3 separate regions of the Mus musculus genome follow, and all the other regions are linked to region 2. A link is a contact called in public HiChIP or PLAC-seq data. All regions are on one chromosome and are shown on one strand. The core of a region is the stretch at or near the end of the contact, and the rest is flanking DNA. Distances in the headings are between cores, read along the strand shown. Region 1 overlaps Arid3b (AT rich interactive domain 3B (BRIGHT-like)). Region 2 has its middle 27 kb from the start of Stoml1. Region 3 has its middle 15 kb from the start of Rec114.

The links. HiChIP or PLAC-seq counts read pairs in DNA pulled down with a chosen protein or histone mark.
Region 1: an H3K27ac HiChIP or PLAC-seq map of embryonic stem cells shows a contact between it and region 2, with 5 read pairs. The contact joins two enhancer-like sites. A contact is called at or near these places in 2 of 115 datasets of contacts at active chromatin or transcription factors (embryonic stem cells and extraembryonic endoderm stem cells).
Region 3: an H3K27ac HiChIP or PLAC-seq map of embryonic stem cells shows a contact between it and region 2, with 5 read pairs. The contact joins two enhancer-like sites.

Annotation. Positions count from the first base shown.
Region 1 is chr9:57,828,816-57,831,515 of GRCm38.p6, reverse strand. The region is part of intron 2 of Arid3b (AT rich interactive domain 3B (BRIGHT-like)); the gene reads left to right. Among named protein-coding and RNA genes, the nearest start is that of Arid3b, 6.6 kb to the left of the region's middle. Within about 2 kb of position 1,290, at least 22 of the 459 cell types and tissues checked have an H3K27ac peak or open chromatin away from gene starts, as enhancers often do. A contact at or near this core is called in embryonic stem cells, where this site is marked.
Region 2 is chr9:58,279,093-58,281,971 of GRCm38.p6, reverse strand. No RefSeq gene overlaps it. Among named protein-coding and RNA genes, the nearest start is that of Stoml1, 27 kb to the right of the region's middle. Within about 2 kb of position 1,286, at least 56 of the 459 cell types and tissues checked have an H3K27ac peak or open chromatin away from gene starts, as enhancers often do. A contact at or near this core is called in embryonic stem cells, where this site is marked.
Region 3 is chr9:58,754,895-58,757,841 of GRCm38.p6, reverse strand. It overlaps a transcript of Rec114 not described here. Among named protein-coding and RNA genes, the nearest start is that of Rec114, 15 kb to the right of the region's middle. Within about 2 kb of position 1,296, at least 9 of the 459 cell types and tissues checked have an H3K27ac peak or open chromatin away from gene starts, as enhancers often do. A contact at or near this core is called in embryonic stem cells, where this site is marked.

The sequences.
Region 1 (2,700 bases), core at 41-2,540, 450 kb after region 2:
AAAGTGCAGCCGTGTGTGTGAGGAACAAGTGGAGCTCCAGAGCCTGTCTGTCTTCAGGAAGTGCAGCAGGTGTTGAGGTCAAGCTATTAGAGCTTTGAAAAAAGAGACTCTTCAGGACTGGCGTGTGCGTGCACACGTGTGTGCTGTGGCAGGGCACCCCGGCCCTGCATTCTGTATGGCAGCTGCCCCGTGGCTGCACAGCTCAGTGCTCTGGAGGCTGGCTGTTGGCAGCTCAAATACTTTGAGTTCATTTAAGTTTCTGAGGCATACAAACTAAATATAGACTGTTTGGCAGAACACCTGCCAAAAATGTTTGCACAAATGCCAGAGTAGCTAAGCCTAATATTTCACTCTATATGTACCTTCCTTCTGAATATGGGGAAGAACTCTGTTGGGACAGAAGGTGAGACAATGGGTGACAATGTCTTACAGCCTTTGAGGCCATTTCTTGTTTCTCTTGTAGATTTAGTTTTTCAGCTTGGTCTGTGAGCTTCTCTGTTACTTGTTTTTGTTTTTGTGTGTAAGTGCTAAAGTTTTATTACATTCTGGTTTGTGTGTGTGTGTACATGGTAATATTCATGCTGTAGCGTATATGGTGATCATTGGAGAACTTGCTTGAGTCCCTTTTCTCTTTACACACACTGTGGGGCTCAGGGATAGAACCAAGGCTGCTTAGTGGCAGGTGCCTTTGCCAGATGAATCATCTGCCCCATCCTCTTCCCTTGTTTTAACCTTGCTTTAATTAACTTTAAATTGTGTGGGGTTGGGGGTGTGTGGGGTGGTTGGGCATATGTGTGGGGGTGCATGCCACAATGCTCATGTAGAGGTCAGAGAACAGAGGGGCCGCCCTCAGTTTTCTCTGTCCGCCAGGATCCAACTCAGGTTAGGAGGTAGGGAGGCAGGTGCCTTTGCCAGCCCTTAAACATGGCTTTAAAGGACTAAGTAATGTGCTTGAGATTCTTTTTTAATGTTTTTAATTATGCTTTGGACAGAAGACTAAAAGCACAGCTTTGAGAGAGAGCCTGTAAAAACCTGGAGTCAGCCATGGAGAGACCGGCTGGTTAAAGCTGGTTGAGACCGGCTGGTTTTGTTCTTTGGTTTTGTTCTTCGGCCTTTTGTTCTTTAAGTAATTAACTTGTGGAGAGTAGAAGTTAAGTAGCACTTGCTCCAGCAACAATTCAAAGATCTTTTCCAGTTGACACAAGATCTTAATTGTTAATGAGTTATAGTAGCCTTTATTCTACACCGTATATTTGGGCCGAGTCTTTGTGCCAGGCCTGTTTGCTCCAGGCAAGTCTCTTCCCTCAGGGAGTCAGATGCCTAGCAGGGGTGCTGCAGCAGCCTCTAGCTAGGGTTGGAAGTGGGAGGTAGTAACTTAACTCAAACCCTGCCCAGTCTGCTCTGTGATGCAAATACTGTAAAACAGGTTATTTTCTAAACACTCTGTTACATACCAAAGTAGAAGAGATGATCCCCCCCCCCACACACACACACCTTTGTACACATAGTGGAGAATTCTCGAAAAATGTTTTACAGGAGTCAGTGAGGGCTGGGCAGGTATTTGCAAACTGAAATACTTCAGAGTGGTACACTTATGCTGTTTCTGAAATCCTGTGCTTACAGCACATAGAGTCAAAATTACCTCATGGATTCTCTTCTCAAAGCAAGCCTTGCAAAATATTTGCTTCTCAAGGCCTGGCTCATTCTCTGGCACCAGGGTGATGGGAAGATGGATAACTATGGAACCTAGCATTCTAAACCCGCCAGATTTCTATGGGCAGAGTAAATAATTGTAAAACAAGACAACAAAGGACTGAGTGTCCCTTTTCTCAAAGGAGATCACACAGCGGACATGGGGGTATGGGGGGCTGTGCTGCCTTTAGGGGTGGTCTTCTGCTGCCTGGATAGTGGGGGTTTCAGCAATACAGGCTTTGTCTTGAGCCCATTAATGGAGCTAGGCTTCCTTCCACAGAACAGAAAGATGAGGGCTAGTTTGATAGGCAAACTTTGCCAGGCACTTTGGTTACTGTGTGTAGCTTTGCATTGCCAACCTAGTGCAGACCACTGAGATTTAATAGGGTTCATTGCTCAATAAAGATTGACACCCCCCCCCAACCCCTGGTGTCGTACAAAGTTTTGTTTAGAGTTGCCCTTCTAGGATGGAAGAGTCTTAATTTCAGAAAATTTGCAACTGAAAAGTTGATAACCCTTCTTAAATTCTGCTCATCACATGTTAATGAGAACATGGGGTGGCCTGCTTTGAACACCTAGAAGCTGTTTGCTGCCTTTTCAGCCTTCTGACAGCACCTCTGCAGGATAGATGCAGAGGAAGCCCCAAGGCAGGTGGGAAGGACCGTTAAGTACTGGAAGATTACTTGAGAAGAAGCAGCTTGGTTTAGAGTTTGTTTTGTTTTAATAAATCATTGCATTCGAGGGCAGCTAATAGCACAGAAATGGAAACTGGGCTCTGGTGAGATTCAGTTGGCAGAGTGCTCAAACAGACCTCGAGCTTGGTCCGCAGTGACACATTGTCCCCTTGATAACACATTTCTGCAGTTCAGCATGTAGGAGGTTAAAAAAAAAAATCAAAATTTCAAAATAATCTTCAGCTGTGTAGTTGAGCTTGAGGGCACAATGTGTTTCATAAGACTCTGTCTCAGAAAATAAATAAATAAATCGGAAAACAAAAATCAAGGCTAG
Region 2 (2,879 bases), core at 37-2,536:
CAATCGGGTGCTCTTACCTGCTGAGCCATCTCACCAGCACGCCCCAAAACTTTAGGACAATGCCTGTGGTACACTAACAACCACTTTCTAGCCTCAAGGAGCTCCAATCTCTGGCAGCAAGAGGTCTTAGCCTGAGCCTGGGTCCCAGCAGCTTGTCAGGGAACAGACTGTCAATGCACATGGAGGCCACCAGGGGGAGCAAGACTTTGTTTCCTCAGGGCTATTTCAGAGGTAAAAGTAGGGCTTTTTGGGTTTTTTTTTGGGGGGGGGGGGTCCTCGTTTTTTGTTTGTTTGGTTTGGGGGGGATATATGAACATCATTTCTGAAATCACACCCACTGTCTCTTTTGCTTGTTCAGTATATATAACTAAGAAATATTCATGGATAATTTGCATACAGTTACAGTCAACTCCTTTATGTGTAGAGTTTGACAAGCTTTAAAACTATAAATAAGCCGGGCATGGTGGCGCATGCCTTTAATTCCAGCACTTGGGAGGCAGAGGCAGGCGGATTTCTGAGTTTGAGGCCAGCCTGGTCTACAAAGTGAGTTCCAGGACAGCCAGGGCTACAGAGAAACCCTGGCTCGAAAAACCAAACCAGGGCTGGTGAGATGGCTTAGTGGGTAAGAGCACCCGACTGCTCTTCCGAAGGTCTGAAGTTCAAATCCCAGCAACCACATGGTGGCTCACAACCATCTGTAACAAGATCTGACTCCCTCTTCTGGAGTGTCTGAAGACAGCTACAGTGTACTTACATATAATAAATAAATAAATCTTTAAAAAAAAAAAAGAAAAGAAAAACCAAACCAAACAAACAAAAACTATAAATAAATATAAATATACCCAAACAAACAAACAAAAACTATAAATAATTATAAATATACCCCCACAATAAAAATGTGGAAAAAGTCCATTACTCTCAAAATCCCCTTTTGGGGATCAACAATTAAAAGCACTTACTCTTCCAGAGAACCCAGGTTCAGTTCCCAGCACCTACAAGATGGAGCACACTAGTTGTAACTCCAGTCCCAGGGGACAAAGGCGTCCTCCACGGACACTGTATGAACATGGCACATCACTCATACACATAAAATGCAAGTGAAAACCCCACTCCTCTCTTGCTCCTGTTGTGGGAATCTTTCTAGAATAAGCACTCTGACACCAGTGGGAGTGGAAGAGAGATATCTGGACCAAAGCCAGGACAGCTCCCAGCAGGCCTTGGTATTGACCCAGTCTGTGTCCCCGTTTTATATCTAAAACCACAAGGGGGAGCTAGTGAGCTTTTACTGGCACTTGCAAGACAGCAAGAAGCCTGAGCGGAAGTCAGGTTGTTAAGGGCAACGACTCATTGTTTTAAGTGTTTCTCAGGTGGCTCTGTTCCAGGTAGGCAAGTGAAGCCATGTTTGGCTTTAGGCATTCTAACAGCGCTTTAGGAGAATCACTAAATAAATCAATAAATCAGTAACTGTTGTTATCTCCTCCTGTGGTATTTCCTTGTCCTCAGCCTCACAGTCACAGAGCCCTGGAGTCCCTGAGTTGTTCTCTGTCCCGGTAGCTTTGCATTTCATGGGATCACCTGTAAATAGCGACATATAGTAGGCAGCCTTTTGTTTCTGATTTCGTTTACAGAATATGCCTTTTAGTTTAATTTTAATTTTTATATTATAAATTGAAATAATCTTGCTGTATGGAGTACAGAGTGAGGTACTTTGTGATTTATGAAATGACAAAACAATTAAATCAAGCTCGTTAACACAGCCATCAAGTCAAGCACTTATCTTGGGATGAAACAATTCAAATGCACTTTCTTGGTGACTTTTGTTTGCTTTTTTGGTCAAGGCTTCTAGCAGAGGCTAGCCTTGAACTTGCTCTACCATAGCAGAGGTTACAATGAACTTTGGTTCTTGAGCCTCCACCTCCCAAGTGGGGCAAGTACAGTCACGTGCAGCCACACCCTGCTTCTGCAGGGCAGGGGACTGAACCTAGGGCCTCATGCACGCTACGTCAGCACTCTGTCCACTGAGCTACAGTTCTGGATTGTGGAATGTGCATTTGACAAGGACCAGCTTCGGCTTGGAGAGGGGTTCTGAGAAGGGGAGTCTGGGAGCCTCGAAAAGAACCACTTGAAGTCAAACTGTAGATTCAAGCTAAGACCTGTGCTCTGCTAGATACAGCTTTTCCAGTCTGCTTCTATGCTCTGCTTTCTCTCTGGAGATCTCTCTGGTCTATATTCTGCTTGCTTGCTATTCTAAGAGATCTCTCTGTCCAAGTCCTGCTTACTTGTGTGCTTCAGCACGAAAGCAAATGCGTGAATGTCAGTTGTCTAAGCAGTTCTCTTGTTTTCCTAAGTTTTCTGGATAGCCCATCTCCTGCAGAGCACAGGTCCAGTCTTTTATTTTACATTTCAATCCAGCATCCTGTTACCCCAGCCATTTATTTGTAGGACAGTAAACTTACCTTTGTTTCTTGACAATGCAAACAATTCAGAGATCAGTCTGCTTTTGTTAAGCACAGGTGGTAAACTAGTTAGGTGGGACTCTGCCCTGAAATTACCATTTTCCCTGCACCCAGGCCTGCACTTTCTAAGTCCCAGGCTGACCTTGAACCCAGGAATCTGCCTGCATTTCCATCTGCCTGTCTTTGTATCTTCCTGACCAGCTGGCTCATCGTAGCTACCTCTGTTCCTTTAGATTCATGAAGCCCCTCATAATTCATATTGCATCTTTATATTTTTGCATAGTTGAGAAATTATACATTTTCAAAATGTATTTAAAGCTCTTTCCCATAGCCTTAAGGGCTGTTTGAAGGTCCCAGTGTTTACCATTTTGCTGAGTCATAGCCAAACTTTTTTTTTTTTTGATTAGGTATTTTCTTCATTTA
Region 3 (2,947 bases), core at 47-2,546, 480 kb before region 2:
AGAACCTGGTAAATCTGGCCCTGGGGGCTAGAATCCAGCACACTTGTGAGGAGAGTCACGGACGCTCCCAGGCAGAAATCAGACTCTTGTGAACAGTGTGGAAGGTGAGGACCAACTCCATGTATATACTATCATATGCATACAGCAGCACTCACACATGTATATACTATCATATGCATACAGCAACACTCACACATGTATATACTATCATATGCATGCAGCAGCACTCATACATGTATATACTATCATATGCATGCAGCAGCACTCACACATGTATATACTATCATATGCATGCAGCAGCACTCACACACGTATATACTATCATATGCATGCAGCAGCACTCACACATGTATATACTATCATATGCATACAGCAGCACTCACACACGTATATACTATCATACATGCAGCAGCACTCACACACGTATATACTATCATACATGCAGCAGCACTCACACACGTATATACTATCATACATGCAGCAGCACTCACACATGTATATACTATCATACATGCAGCAGCACTCAAACACACTCACACACACTCTATACATATACATCATATACATATATATATATGGAGAGAGAGAGAGCGAGAGAGAGAAATTTTCTAAAAGGAGGCAGGTACTTCTTACAAATAATGAAATTAAGGGTCAAAAACGCTAACTTGCCTCAGCCGGGTTCAAACCTAGGCATTTCAACTACAAAGTTCTGCCAGTATTTCTCAGAAGTGATGTTGTTAGTATTGGAAGCAGAACATTTTTTAATAATTGAATAATGTTTAGCATCTCTGGTCCCTGAGCAATAAAGGTCAATTGCAGGTCCAGGTCATTATAACAATTAAACTTGTCTGGCAGGGTGTGGTGGTGCATGTCTGGAATTCCAGCCCTCTGAGGGACAACGGCAGGAGGATCTTGAGTTCAGCTTAGGATATGTGTGGGGTGGGGTGGGGTTGGGGGTTAGGGCAGTGCACCCGGGGTTGAGAACTACTTAGATCAAACTGTTTCTCCTAGAGAATAAAAGGAGAAAATTTGCAAATGTGACCCTGAGTGTTGTCCCTGAGTGTGGAAACACATTTGCCAGTCTGAGGATGTGTGCTCCCATCCAGTCTATAACTCTCCTTCTGTGTGTAGCATGTGCATGCCAACAAATGTGGAACATGAGGTGTGCCCTTAGGAGTGCGTGGGGCCGAACCCCCCAGGACCCCTACCACACATAGTCTCTTCAGTCCTGATGCTCTTCCCTCCTAAATGCATCTCGCACCAACTTCTGCTCTGTACATCCCGTATCAAACCTCTTCCTCCCACCTGGGCCACTGCAGCAGACCGGCCTCTAGGGGCAGATGTGGCCAGCTCGCTGTCCACATCACCACCAGCGTGATCCTTCTGAAAGACAAATCAGACCATGCCACTCACTTCCCGTCTTGAATTCCTCAGACGCTGCCTTTCTAAGTAGTTCTAGAAGCGGAGCCCTGTATCTCAATGAAACCTTCAAACAGAGATACCATATGTACAGCAGATAGACGAGGAACCATACTGTTGAACTGTGTAGACTACTCAGGAAGACATGTAAGGTCTTCCATAGTATGTCTCCTTGCCTAGTTCTACAAAAACTTGTGTATGTGCGTGTGTGTGTGTGTGCATGTGTGTGTGTTAGTACACAGCGCACAAGTGTGTGGTTGCTCATGTGTGTGGTTGCTAGAGGCAATGGCAGCTTTTGTCCGCTCATCGGTCTGGAGCTCACCAAGTAGAGACCAGCCAGTGTGTTCCGGTTTCTGCTTCCCCAGTACTGGCATAGTCACCATGCCTGGCTTTAAAAAAAATTTTTTTTTCAAACATGGGTTATAAGAGATCCAACTCAGGTTTTTATGCTTGCAAGGCAACTATTTTATCAACTGAACCATCTCCCCAGTTCCACAGCACCATCTCTGACCTTACAGAAGGAAAATGGGAGCTGAGTTTGAGAAGACTGGAACCAAACTGAGTTCAAATCCGTTCTCACTTACCAGCTGTGCAAAAGGACATTCCTTCACCTCTCTGGGCCTGGGTTTTCTTAATGATAATGTGGGCCTGGTAATGCTGAATGGGGATTCTTTTAAAAATGAGATGAATTTGTATGTGTGAAGCACATAGGGTAGAAGGACTCCCGGTATGTAGTAATCGCTCTGTAAATGTTAACTCTTTTGGCCTTGCTTATACTTGACCTTGAAATGCCCCAAATTTCTGCAAATGACCTGAAGTCAGAAGCTGCTCCAGCCTCTGTTAGGTGCACACTGTATGTGTGTATGGTCAGAGTGCAGGGCTTGGCCACTGGAGATGAAAGGAGCCTTATGTAGAAACACAGAGAGACAGGATCTTGCATCACCAAGCTGTCCAGGGCACACGGGAACCCTTGGCACCAGCATGGCAAACAGCTCCTTTCTTCTTTCTGAATGTTGGCTTCATCATCCTTCAACTCTGAAAAGTAGACAAACTAATTTCATTCTCTAAATTCTTGAGGGACTAGTTCTGATTGGCTAAATCTCTTTTCCAATGCCACCTAATTGGGTAAAGCTCCTTTCTGCCTGGCTATTTATAGGTCATTAACTGTGAGGAGAAAACCTCTAGCCCAATCAGCATTCACCATCCTTTAAAGCCTGAATTTGCTTTCCTTGTAGCTGAGCTGGTGGCAAGTTGAAGGGGCTTGGTGACAGTTCTGTGACAGAGCATCCTGCAGCCACTGCCTGGACATGGTCCTTCCAGTATCTCTACCTGACAAGCTTATTTTCCTGCCAAGTCTCCCTTCAGTAGCTCATCCTTGATTCTTCCAGGCAGAACCAGGCACTTTGTTTATGTAGTCAGCGCCCAGGTGCCTTCTCCCTGTTAATCCCTGAGCTTCTGCCTTTCTTTCCACAGGAGCTCCTCCACTATCTCTAGCATCTGGTACATAGTGAATGGCTAACAAACGTTT